3 separate regions of the Mus musculus genome follow, and all the other regions are linked to region 1. The links are chromatin contacts, called in public promoter capture Hi-C maps. All regions are on one chromosome and are shown on one strand. Each heading gives the region's core, a stretch centred on a gene start, on an enhancer-like site or on the middle of the called end of the contact. The rest is flanking DNA. Distances are from core to core; before and after follow the strand shown.

What was found. Promoter capture Hi-C pulls out the DNA fragments that hold promoters and counts their contacts.
Region 2: a promoter capture Hi-C map of pre-B cells shows a contact between it and region 1, with 4 times the contacts expected there. The contact joins the promoter of Mtpn here to the promoter of Agbl3 in region 1. A contact is called at or near these places in 2 of 39 promoter capture datasets (liver and pre-B cells), 1 of 484 Hi-C or Micro-C datasets (CD4 T cells) and 2 of 115 datasets of contacts at active chromatin or transcription factors (memory CD8 T cells and pancreatic cancer cells).
Region 3: a promoter capture Hi-C map of pre-B cells shows a contact between it and region 1, with 2.1 times the contacts expected there. The contact joins the promoter of Slc13a4 here to the promoter of Agbl3 in region 1. A contact is called at or near these places in 1 of 39 promoter capture datasets (pre-B cells) and 1 of 115 datasets of contacts at active chromatin or transcription factors (pancreatic cancer cells).

What each region holds. Positions count from the first base shown.
Region 1 is chr6:34,777,971-34,782,257 of GRCm38.p6, reverse strand. It overlaps Agbl3 (ATP/GTP binding protein-like 3), which reads right to left and starts at 1,826. Exons shown (of 20, transcript NM_001289656.1): 1 at 1,199-1,826; 2 at 40-158. The coding sequence starts at 102.
Region 2 is chr6:35,537,715-35,542,001 of GRCm38.p6, reverse strand. It overlaps Mtpn (myotrophin), which reads left to right and starts at 2,114. Exons shown (of 4, transcript NM_008098.4): 1 at 2,114-2,463. The coding sequence starts at 2,392.
Region 3 is chr6:35,305,733-35,310,019 of GRCm38.p6, reverse strand. Slc13a4 (solute carrier family 13 (sodium/sulfate symporters), member 4) reads left to right here and starts at 1,894. Exons shown (of 16, transcript NM_172892.3): 1 at 1,894-2,662. The coding sequence starts at 2,564.

The DNA.
Region 1 (4,287 bases), core at 577-3,076:
TTTACCTCAAATTACGCAAAGTAAAAAAGAAAGACATACCAAGTCATCGTCATCACTGATGCTTCTATCTGAGTAGTCTTCCTCCTCTGAATCTTCTGACATCTCTTCTAGTGTCTTCCTCGGAATGTCTTTAATTATGTGAGTAGGCTGTAAAATGTCTAAGGAGATTTTTAACAGCTTTTCTTTTAAGCAAAGGTGTGCAGGTTCTGTATTAAATGAATACTACAAAACCTGTCCAATTGTATTTAATTAAGAGTGACAGATCTCTGAAAACTAAACTAGTAAGGATACAGGAAATTAATTTCAAATTCAAAGATTTTACAAAACTATCCGTTACTACAAAGCAAGCTTCCTAAACAGATATCCAATACCAGATGTTCAGTCCTACAAAGAATATACACATAAGCAATATTCAATAGGCTTCTGCAAGTTGCATTTATATATTTATTTAAACACACAATGATAATAAATAGCAAAAGAGGATATGTATCTGAGAGGGTTGGAAGGGGGATAAATGATGTAATTATATTTTAATTAAATAAAAAATTTAAGATGATGAGTGGATATGGAATGGGGGTGTGAATTTTAGAAGAGATGAAGGGGGATATATTTATAACCTGTCAGTATGTTTTATGAACAAAAATAAAACTTAAAAAATCTGTTGAAACAAGAGAGACAAATCACGTAAATAATTTAGTTGAAAAACTTCCACAGTATATAGCCAGGCCATTTACATTTTATATTCATAACTAAACACTACACTGCAATAGTAAATGGGGATTGTCTTCACGCATTAAAAAGTACACAAGAAAAGTTATAATTATTCAGACAATAAAATGTAGCAATAGTGTAAAAACTTTCCCCTTTCTCTTGAACTTTCAGTTGACCCGAGCTTCAGTGTGTATAACTTAAGTTTCTCTTTAACCGTGATCATTACTGTATATTTAACTTTTAAAGCCAATGACACCATTTGTATTGGAATAGCTACCAGAAGGTCCGGCTGGAGATGACCACTGTTGCTTCTAGGCAAGCCTGAAATTGGCATTTTACTAAAATGACATTTTCCTCCTGCTACACATGCCAGTGATTGTGCCTTTGGGGATAATACAGTTTTAGGTATACGTTTCCTCTTTTCTTATTTGCAATGAAATCATCCTTGCCAAGCTTTTACACTTTGGAGGACACCAAAAGAATTTACCAATTTCACAACTACTGGTGTTTGGTTCTCTCTAAAAGCGAGCCTTTTGACCACCGCCGACAAACACCTTCTCAGCCCCCGGTTGACGTCTACAGACGAGCGCGTTCGGGGGCGCGGACGGCGCGGAAGGCCTCGCGAAGCTTCATCATAAACGCCAACTGCAGTCGAGAGAGCGGTTTCTAGGTGACATCTCGGGGCGGAGACCGAAGCTTCAGCCCCGGATGACGGCTCGAAATTACGACAACCCGCCGGGACGCCCGGCGGCAGCTCCTTACGTGCGCGGACGAGGCGTGCAGGCGCTAGGCGCCGGAAGCCCGCGGACGCCGGTCCGCGCCCGAAGCGGCGAGCGGGGGGCGTGCGGCCGCGCCAGGCCTTCTCTCGGGGCGGGACCCGCGCGGAGCCTCCTCACTCACGCGGGCCCCGCGCCGTCCCGCGCCGAGGGCCGCATTTCCCCCGCTCCCCGCTGCCTAAGCGGCGCGTCCGCCGCCCGCCTCGTTCCCTGGGCCTCTTCAAGTCCGCCGGTCGTCCCACCCCTGCCGGGAGAATACTTTAGGATGTCCCCCAGGCACCGGGCGACGACAGGGTCAGAGCAAATGCCATCGAAATTCAGCGGTCGCTGAGAGAGCAGGCCGCTTGTTGCCAGGGCAACGGCTGTACTCTCGCGAGACTTTGGGGAGCTTTAGTGATTTCTTCCTAGGGACAGCTGTGAAGGTGGTGAGGTTTTTGGCGGGAGACATTGATGCTAGGGGATGATGGGAACTCCTGGCTTGGCTTATGGTATGGACCGGTTTGAGCATTGCAGGAGGGAGAGTTTAGCACTGGGGAAGATGCGACTGCAGTTTGTTCTGAGTGACTATAACTTGTTTGCTAGGTGCCTGCGCTGAGAAGGCAGTAGAACATACAGTTTAAGGCTTGTGTCTAGAGCCCCCCTTGACTTTTAACAACCTGATGACCACGGGCAAGTTAATTTTCTGAACTGAACCTTATTAATAAAAATGAACTAATTTATTTGAAGTTAAAAGGTTGAGTTCTATTTTGCACAATTATAATTCATTCTTATTCTGGAAGTGAGACTTAAAATACTTGATTTGGAGGAGTCATGGTTATATGTATAAGGGTAAATTCTCAAAAATTTCATCAGCTTAGAAATTCTTTGTTAGCCAACACTTTCACAAAGCAAATCTCCCACCTTGCCTTATTTAAGTCAATAAGACCCCCACAGCAGTCTTAGGATCTGTGTTTGTGTGTGTATATTTAACCCTGATTTGTTGGTCACTTTTCACTTTGGTGGATAATACAGTTGGAACAGTTTTCCAAGTAAAGTTAATAAAAGAAAAACCCATATAGACAAAAAGAATGAGGAGGTGTTCAGTGCCCTCATGGTTCGCATTAAGCGCTTCAGTTTCAGCATGGAAATGGGTTAGCATCTCTAGATTTGTTAACTTTCTGGGAATGTGTTTGTGTCAGACCTTGAGACTTTCTGTTTCTTTGGGCATTGGCCTGAGGAAATGAAGTGTGCCATTGATCACACTTGTTTGAAAACTAGTCTTCATAGTTAGTTGTGCTTGGTTTTATGCCATGTGTATATCACTAACGGAGACAATGCTCAGAGACTCTCTGGTTTGAGGGTATCCTCAAAGCTCCAGTACCGAAATTTACTTGCTCCTGTGGATATGTAAGAACAGAAACATAACCCTACTTCTGTTTATATGTGGGGCCGTTCAGGGGTAAGTAAGATGAATGAGACCATCGGCGTGGAGTTCTCATAATTAAAACTTAGTGGCTCTATAGGACAACAGAGGGCACCCACTCCCAGTTTCTGCTAAGGGGTACCATTTGGTCACTTGGGACTCTCTGCCTGCAAGTCCGTCACCAAATGTGTTCCCTTGGCTTGTACCACTAGAATCACAGTCAAGCTAGACTTTTCTTAAAACATCCCCCGCTGGTGGTATTGTGCTGTTGGACAGTAAATAGGGTAAGCCAGTTTGTTTTATATGGAATCTATTGTTTTTTGTTGTTGTTGTTGTTGTTGTTGTTTTGTTTCTCTTTACTCATGGATAAAGGCTATAGGCTGTCAGGTTCACAAGATGGAGCTCCAAGAAACATCCCAGCCAGATAGGGAAGAGGCAAAGATAGGACTTAAATCATGTATGTATGTATGTATGTATGTATGTATGTATATTCAGCCCAACTATGCACATTAACATATGTCAACAAATATTTATAGAGAATGCTATTAGTGCATAAGAGAATTACTTAGAAATTCTCAAAGCTTTGAAAAGTCACATTCATTCATTACTCACCTGACCTTTACGGGTTAGTTTTACATCAGAGACTATTGACCGTGAAAGGCCATTGCAGAGTTTTTTAATGGGGATTACATCCTAATGGGAGAAGACAATAATAGAACCAGGCAGATGAAAGTTGCTATGGAGGGAAAGAAAGCTTAGCAGTGCTGGGGTCGAGTAGCTTGGCAGCGTAGTTCTTTAATGTGAGGTGGCTAGGGAAGCCCTCTGCCCAGGTAGCATTTGAACAAGAGACTAAACCTCGTGGTTGACTAGAGAAGACCTCGCTGGTGCAAGTGCTGAGGCCAGGAGAGACATGCTGGCTGTGGTTAGTGTCACTTTAAAGACACATCATATGGAATCCCCTCTCCTCCAGCTAAAGTTAAAATCGCCTTAGAAGCATTTGCTTTAAAACATTTTAAAGTTTTAGAACATTGTTTGTATTGCATTTATAGGGGCATGCATGCTACAGTTCATGTGGAGCTCAGAAGACAACCAGTAGTACTAAGCCCACTCTTCCTTTACCTGGACTCTGGGAATTGAACTCGGGTTGTTCTGCCTGCATATATGTCTTCAGACCAGAAGAGGGCACTAGATCTCATTACAGATGATTATGAGCCACCACGTGATGGTTGGGAATTGAACTCAGGACCTCTGGAAGAGTAGACAATACGCTTAACCTCTAAGCCATCTCTCCAACGTCCATGGGCTTTCCACTTTTAATTAAGTTTTTTTTTTAATTTTGATTTTAGACGGGAGCACACACTGGAAATTGAATTCTTTGTTCTTAAGTTAAAATGATAA
Region 2 (4,287 bases), core at 865-3,364, 760 kb before region 1:
TACTTAAATATACTAAGCTTAAGACACTCAAATGAAATGCTGACGGTAAGAGTAGGTCACATGGGGATAGTCTTGCTTAGTGCTGAACCAAGACCTGCCATGTCCTATAACTTGGACATCACTGGGGTAGGTTTGTGAGGAACCAAACTTCACCTCACATTTTTTTTTTGAACTGAAGTTTCCTTCCAGAAAGGTGTCGATTTGTATTCTCAACCGTCAGAATTAAATACAGTAACAATGTAAGCTGCTTTTAACTATTCAGAGTTTTTGTGTGTGTGTGTGTGTGAAGTCTTTATCTATTGCTGTTCAATGATAACAAATGTGTACTCACCAGACAGCATCATTTTGCTACAAAATTTTAAGAAAAAGGGTTAAACAACTTGCTGGTCAGAACACAAAACCAGCCAGAGTATGCCCAATACTTTAAAACTATTAAACTCCACCGTATGCTTCCAACCTCTGTATTTTGTGGTGCAGAAATAAATTAGTTTGGTTTATTTGTTTACCGAATAATGAATAATAGCCTATATACATAATAGTTCTAGTAGGAATTTTTTCTCAGTGTTCTTGGGTATATACATAAATTTGAATCATTAGGATTGTAAGATAGAATTCACCAGGTGGTTGAATTCTAAGATGTTTCAGCCAAATTCTAAGAACAAAACTGGCTTCAGAAAAACAGTTCTGTTTGCTACAAATCAAATAAAAAGTGAGTGCTTCTTAAACCACACAAATTTTTAATGATGCTACGCATGTTTGTTAGCGGTCATTTGTTGGTCAGGAAAAGCTCCTAGTTTTTAATTGCCATCACACACTTAAGTATTTTCCACCATAGAAAGTAAATGTACATAATTCACGTTGTTGAGTTGGCAAGATGGCTCAACCAGGAAAGATGCTTGTGACAAAGCCCGATGGTGACCTAAATTCAGTCACTAGGACCTACATAAGAGTACTCTCCCACAAGTTGTCCTCTGAGTTTACACGTATGCACACTCATGCCCACATCAGTGCATCTGTACACAAGCACGTACGTATGCAATTAAAAAGAAATAAACCTACTGACACCGTTGTCTCAACTACGTGTTGAAGATTTCCTTCTGAGAAAAAAAAAGTTTTATTCTTTCCTTTTTATTTCCTTCTGGTGGATGTCCCAAAGAAACTGCATGGTTGAGGAAAGGGAGAAGAAAGGCCAAGAGTGGTAGTGGGAGAGAGAGGAGAAAAGACCAAGGGAGAGAGCCCCACCCAGCCACTGATGTATGAGAATAGGAATAGAGTTTGATGCCTAAAGGTAAAACAAACCAGTAGGTCCCACACGTATGCACTCAACAGGAAGCGCTAAGTGGGTTCAGAGAGCTCAACACAAGACCCGAGCACTGCTGCAGAGATGGCTCAGAGGTTAAGAGCACTGGCTGCTCTCGCAGAGGAGCCCGGCTTGGTTCCCAGCATGGCCCATATGAAGGCTCACCGCTGTCTGTATCTCTAGCTCTCTCAGATTTTATGCTTCCTCTTGCCTCTTCGGGCACTCGCACACATTGGTTCACATAAATGTATATATTCTGTCAAAACTATCATACACGTAAATGAAAATTTGGTTTTTGGTTTTTTGTTTTTGGTTTTGTTTTAAGAAGAGAGGTCACATAAAGTTGTGAAGGAAAAGTAGTGGTGAAGTGGAGAAGGGATTCAGGAATGAATTTGTTCAAAACATACTATATGCATAGATGAAAGTCTCAATAAAAATGTTTTGAGAGTGGGTTGGTTTTTTGTTTTTCCTCTTTTACTAGTTTAAAGTGGGATAGTAAGAGAGAGAGAATCTAAACACATTATTATTATTATTATTATTATTATTATTATTATTATTATTATTAGTTATTTTTAGAATTATTAGAAAGTGAGCCCTGGAAACTAACGTTCCCCTCTGTCGTGGAACTGGAGTGTCCTACTCCCATCCAACACCTCCCCAGGTTCAGCCCCTGATTTTCCTGACCTCCAGGAACATTCTACTCAGCCTCACGGCCCCGCCCATTGGAACCACGCCTCTACTCTGCCTTGGCCGGCCAGGATAATGCGCCTGCGCAAAAGTGGCTCTCCTGAGGTAAGCAGTCGGGGCGGGGTCCCGAGCAGAGCTTTCTGGAGAGAGGAAGAGGAAGAGGAAGTGGGAGGCGGGCCCTAGCGGGGCGTGAACCGGAAGTGTAAGCGTCCTGCTTCTCCTCAGCTAGGCGGAACCTGCTCTGCTGGGCCCAACGGCTGCAGAAGAACTTTCTCCCGCCCGAACCGTAGCCGCGACCCGCAGTCTCGCCCGCTCAGCGGCCTGAGGCGCGTCGCTTTCTCGTGTCCCCTCGTCGGGCCTAATCGCCGCTCCTGCCCGGCCCGCCGGCCCACCCCGCTGCAGTCATGTGCGACAAGGAGTTCATGTGGGCCCTGAAAAACGGAGACTTGGATGAGGTGAAGGACTATGTGGCTAAGGTGAGCGGGGATGCGCGGCGCTGATGCTGCGCTGCGGCGGGGTGGGTGGTCGTGAAGCCCAGGGCGTGGGGGACACCGGGAGCTGGGCCAGCTTGGGAGACTCGTGGACGCCGCAGGGCCTGGATCTGGGTGGCTCCTCGGTGCCAGGTAACCGCTGTGTTGTTGCTAAGGCGGCTGTGGCCTGTCCCAGCCCCGCAGGTAACGGGCGCCTGGTTGTCTCCCTCGATCGGCACGGGCCGGCCCTCTAATACCCCGGGTACTGCAATCTTTGAATGAGGCATTTCTCCATCTTGGCCTCGCACCGGGTTCCTGAGAAGGAAACCCGAGCAGTTCGAATCGGGAACGATTTCCTGAACGTGCGGCCTGGTGGAGATGGGGAGGATTCAGAGGATCCGTCACCCGTGAAATGAGCTGCCCCAAAATAGCCATAGTTAAATTTCTGAAACTTGGTGTCACTTCGCTCTGAAAGTCTTTAACTTGGGTGTGGCCTTTTTCCTCTCCACCACCACCACATAATATGTGTATGTGTGTGTATCGTTTGCTTCGAGTGGTAAGGTTGCCATTTGGCATCTGGGGTGTTGGGAAATCGGAGTAGTTTTCAAAAAGCCTTTTAACTTGGGGTACTCCATTATTTCATCTGAAGTCCGCGCGCGTGTGTAGTAAATAGTACTGCAGTCTGATCACGCTATGTTTGGGATATGGTTAAGAAACCCAAATTCAAAACCATACTTGGAGGTACTTGGAAAGTTCTGACCTGGCCTGCCTTTGGGTCTTAAATTGCTCCTTTTGTAATTGTAAGGAGAACTTCTATAGTTTTATTATTATTATTATTATTATTATTATTATTTTCCGAAAGTAGAATTTTGTGACAACTGTGAACATCTTGGTCCTCTTCAAAAAGTGTGAGCCTGCGGTCAAGATTTTAAATCTTAAAAGGTGTGAGCGGTGGCATCCTGCCTCACAGGACTTGTTTTAGGAAACAGGCAGAAGCAGGTTGATTGGTTGGTTAGTTTGTTTGTTTTTAACTACAGGATTGTACAAGGATGATAGTTTTTTCTCCACTTGATGCCTTATAATTTAGACTTTTCACATGTATTTGATCTGCTTAGTTGATTGTAATGGATGTTTAAGGCAAGCTACCTTCTGACTACCTTAGCTAGTAACAAATAGAAACCTGAACTACCGTCTCTTCAATGTAGAGTTATAGAAAAATACATCAACCAGTAGTGGAACAACACACGATTGTCTCAAAGTGAGTGGCTCTTGTTTTTCCAGCCCCTGCTCAAACATAGGGGATTTAAAATACAAAACATTAATAAAGAATTTACAGTTACAAAAATAACATGCATGAAATTGTTTCTGTTGTCAATATGTTAACTTACAACTTCATGACTGAACCATTCATCCAAAGTGGAAATTGGGTGATTGTCCTGCATAGCTGAGGTTTATCAAGACTACCTTGCTTCACTCTCCAGTCTCAGCATGACTTGAAGTTAGTTGCTGCTGTTTCCTATTCCCCACCCCACCCCACCCCACCCCCTGTATTTTCTTGATTTGGTTTGCCCACCCCCATCCTGGTCATCTTCAATAGTTAGCTGAAGGGATCAGTGTTTATTTTAAGCATATTTTTTTTCTCAGTGAACTTCCTTCTCTAACTTGATGATAGATGCTTTTGACTCTATATCACTTCCAACTCTATCTTTTGGTCTACTGGGACATTGTGTTGTGTTGAACAATTCTTTTTCTTCCCTATCTGAAAGCTGTACTCCAGACCCTCACTTGTATTTCTTTAAGTAGCTTTGTCCATGTACGCTTACATTTGAC
Region 3 (4,287 bases), core at 645-3,144, 530 kb before region 1:
TTTGACAACTTCAGCAGAGCATAGTGGGTCACACCTGCACTCCCAGCACTTGGGAGGCTGCTACAGGAGGACCTCCATGAGTTGGGGATCAGCCTGGGCTAGGTAGTGAGTTCTGAGCCATCCTGGTCTAGAGATGCAAAATAAATATTTTAAGAGTTTGACTACTTTATATACCTTTTTTTACGAAGAATTAACACACTCCTTAGCACTGGATTCTGGACAGTGGTTTGTCCATGTAGAAAGCTGATAGGCCAGAGGAACTCCTGGCCTGCCATGCAACTTGCTTTGCTTCATTTTATTCAACAAATGTCACCCATGGTGTAATACAAACGGCCCAATCGCATTACTAAAGTCGCTGGAATCTTTGTTCCCTCAGATTATCTCATGGAGGAATTTGAAGCAGCTTCTGGGTTTGACGGGAGGCGTTCATTTCTCCAGCTGTTTATTATTATCCAATCTCTCTCATCTCTGAAACCGAAACACCACAGGCATGAGGTCCCGTTTATACTGCATTTCTAAACCATCACAAAAAATGAGGCAAGGATGTCATAGCTGAGATAGCATGTCTTTGACATGCAGGTAGAGGTGACTTCACCATAACCTTTCATACAATCACTAGATGACTTCAAAGACCTGTCCATCATGTGACAGACCCTGACAATCAAGGAGAACTGGTTTTGTGGAGCCACTTCTCTAGATGTTCTACGTCTAGGCCAGGGGTCACTTCAAAGGGCTATGGCTGCACAAGGTGCACAAATCCTGTGAATTCAAAAAGAACGTGGGCTCACAAGATCTAGCTCTGCAGCTACCAGATCAAGTTGATCCGGCCAATACCATCACTTAAAAGAAGGTTTTGGTTTTTTTTTTTTTTTGGGGGGGGGGTCTTTTTCTTTTTCGTCTTGTTCCAAATCTGTTCTTTCTGAATATGAAAATGAAAAAAATAAAGGCTAAATTGCCGGGCATGGTGGCACACGCCTTTAATCCCAGCACTCAGGAGGCAGAGGCAGGCAGATTTCTGAGTTCTAGGCCAGCCTGATTTACAAAGTGAGTTCCAAGACAGCCAGGGCTATATAGAGAAACCCTGTCTCAAAAGAAAAAAAGAAGAAGAAGAAAGAAAGAAAGAAAGAAAGAAAGAAAGAAAGAAAGAAAGGAAGGAAGGTTAGATCATTTCTCCAAATGAAATTCCCAGTATGACTATTGATTAGCCTTGTCCCCTTGGCTCCCATTGTGTCTCTCCCCTGGGTTTCCCCCAAGAACAACCTGCCTTGTTCTTTGGTAAAGAGCCTCAGAGAGGTGCACGGACACCCACTCTGACTGGCATGTATACTCTCCCAGAGCAGAGGGGAGCCTTTCCCTTCTTCCCAAGCATCTCAGGGTCTTCCCTCCAGGTTCATTCTTCCTGCTGCCTCTGACCTTTCTCCCCTGCCAGTGCCCAAGAAGCAAACTTTGCCTGGAAGGAGAGCTTAATACTGTTCAGTCCAGGTCACATTTCTCTAGAATGAATGTCTGTATTCTCCCCGCCACCAGATGGGTCATCTTCCTGAGTGGTGAGCGAGTGACCCTCCAAGAAAGCTGTGTCCCATGCTTGGAAGCAACAGAGCAGTGCTGGGGACGTGGGATTATGCTCAAGGTGCTGACCAACATCCAACCCCTGGGATGCTTGAGAAATGGAAAAACAAGAGAACCGCCTGGGTTCTGCCAAAGCAGCAGGCCCCTGCTGAGACCAATCAAGGGCCGCCTTCAGATGCGATATTGGCTCACTCTTTTCAACTTGCTGATAGGCTTTGAGAAGTGGGCGGAAACGCTGCCCTCTGCCCTCTCCCATTGGTTCAAAAAAGTTAAAGGTGGGCCTCTGGCTAGTTTTAGTCCTGTAACAAAAAGGAATGTCTTGGAGATTCTTCACGGCTGCTTTGGAAGTCCATACTTCAGGAAAAGTATAAGTAGGAGCCCAATTTGAAGGGAAGAAATCTAAACAGAATTAAGGTGTCAGGTACTGAGAGAGAGAGAGTGCACCCTCAGACTGACACCAGTGCTGGCTTTAAGGGAAGGGGCCAACAGATTTTTTTTTTTTTACCAACAGTCAGCCAGGTCGGAGGTAAGACAAAACAGGTCACCAGAAAGAAGAAAAGCTACTGTGGTTTTGGGGTTTTTGTTTTGTTTTGTTTTGTTTTGTTTTGTTTTTAAGCTTTAAATGATTCTTCAATACTGACCAGTAGCCGCAAGCTCATTGCTCCCGAGGACTCTTTCTGGCGTCTAGCATGAAGCCACCCTCTTGTTAACCAGAGAGAAAACCCAGCGCTCAGGTGTGTAAGCCTTTCCCGGCTCTTCTTCGATGGCCATAACACTATGCTGCTCAACCTCACCTAAGGCAAAAGTCAAGCAGCCCAGCTTTCTGTGGAAACTGGGTGCAGCCACCCTGCTTCTCTGCTCCCGAGACCAAAGAGGACTAACTCTTGGAAGCCAGGGAAGGTGTGTGAAGTCTTCCTGGACGGAGAGGGGAGCGTAGCGCAGAACAGAAGAGGACGCCATTGAGGACTCGATCCAGGATCCAGACAGGTCCACCATGGGCTTGCTGCAGGGCCTTCTCCAAGCGAGGAAGCTGCTATTGGTCATCTGTGTGCCGCTGCTGCTGCTGCCTCTGCCCACCATCTACCCCACCAGCGTAAGTGGCAGCCTGCCAACTCCTGTCAGGGCATCAGTGGGAGCGGGAGAGAAAGGGAGGGAGGTCTGAGGGAAGCGGAACGCTTGTGGGACTTCATTGAGAGTGGGATGGAATCATCCCACTTATCTGGAAGAGACCAAAGTACTCTCTTCCTTAAAACTATCATTTGCATCCCTCTGTCTCAAGATGGGTCCCCCAATTCTGCGCCCCCCCCCCCCCGATTGACTGGGAAACCATGGCTGAAAGGACTGTCATGTTGAAAAAGAAATTATAGGAAATAAGGTCGAACCCATAGAATGGACAGGCTTAAGGGCCGTTTCTCAACCTATGGCTATCTTTATGTGACAGCCATTAGAGATGTAAAAGGCTCCCCACTATCAACCCAGAAAGGGATGCTGGGACTGGGGAGGGGGGGGGAGCCTGTCCAGAGTCTGTCCTCTGGTCATGGTAGTCTCTGACAACCAGAATATGAAAATGGTCTTGTTGGTCATCAGTGGGAGGAGAGGCCCTTGGGCCTGAGGGTGTTTGATGCTCCAGTGTAGGGGAATGCCAGGGCAGGAGGATGGCAGTGTGTGGGTGGGTGAGCACCCTCATAGAGGCAGAGGGAGGGAGGATGGGATAGGGGGTTTCCGAAGGGGAGACCTGGAAAGGGGAAAACATTTGAAATGTAAAAAAGAAAATATCCAATCCAAAAAAAAAAAGAGGCCATCCTGAACCTTCCATGCAAACTTCAGGAAGGGCATATTGAAGTTGAGCCTGTTACTCTGGTCTCATGCTTAGGACTCTCTGACTATCAGTTTCTTCTATGTATATGTCTCTGCTCTTTAAAAAACAAAACAAACAAACAAAAACAGACCTAATGCAACAAGAAAACAGAAATGCAAGCCCAGGAACTCTAGACCATAAAGCAGGAGATTGGGAACAAAGAAGCTGTAGCTCGGTTTGCATTCAGTCAGTCCCTTGGACCTCCCTGGTCTCCCTCCCCTCCCCTTCTCTCCCCTCACCTGTCTGGGGGTGTATAGCTACCCCTCCAGCTGGCATGGTCCTTGAGACTTTAGGGGGAAAATAAGCTAAGGCAGGTTGACTACAAGAATATTTCTCACACGGTTCCCTGGGGGACTGGGTAACCAAGATTAAGGTTAAAAAGTTAAACAGAGGGGATTATCATGGTCTAGTTAAATACAAGCTGACTTCAATCTTTAGCAAATAAATAGTCCAGCCTGCCAAGGAGGCACCAACTAACTCTGGTCTGGGATTAGCAGACAGTGATTGGCAGTGACATTTTTTTAATGAGGTCCCATTTGTTGATTATTTTATTATTATTATTATTATTATTATTATTATTATATATTTTCTTTATTTACATTTCAAATGTTACCCCCTTTACTGGTTTCCCCTCCCAAAACCCCCTATCCCAACCCCTTTCCCTCTGCTCACCAATCCACCCACTCCCACTTCCCTGCCCTGGCATTCCTCTACTCTGGGGCACCGAGCCTTCTCAACCAAGGGCCTCTCCTCCCATTGATGTCCAACAAAGCCATCCTCTGCTACATATGCAGCTGGAGCCATGGGTCCCTCCATGTGTACTCTTTGGTTGGTGGTTTAGTCCCTGGGAGCTCTGGGGG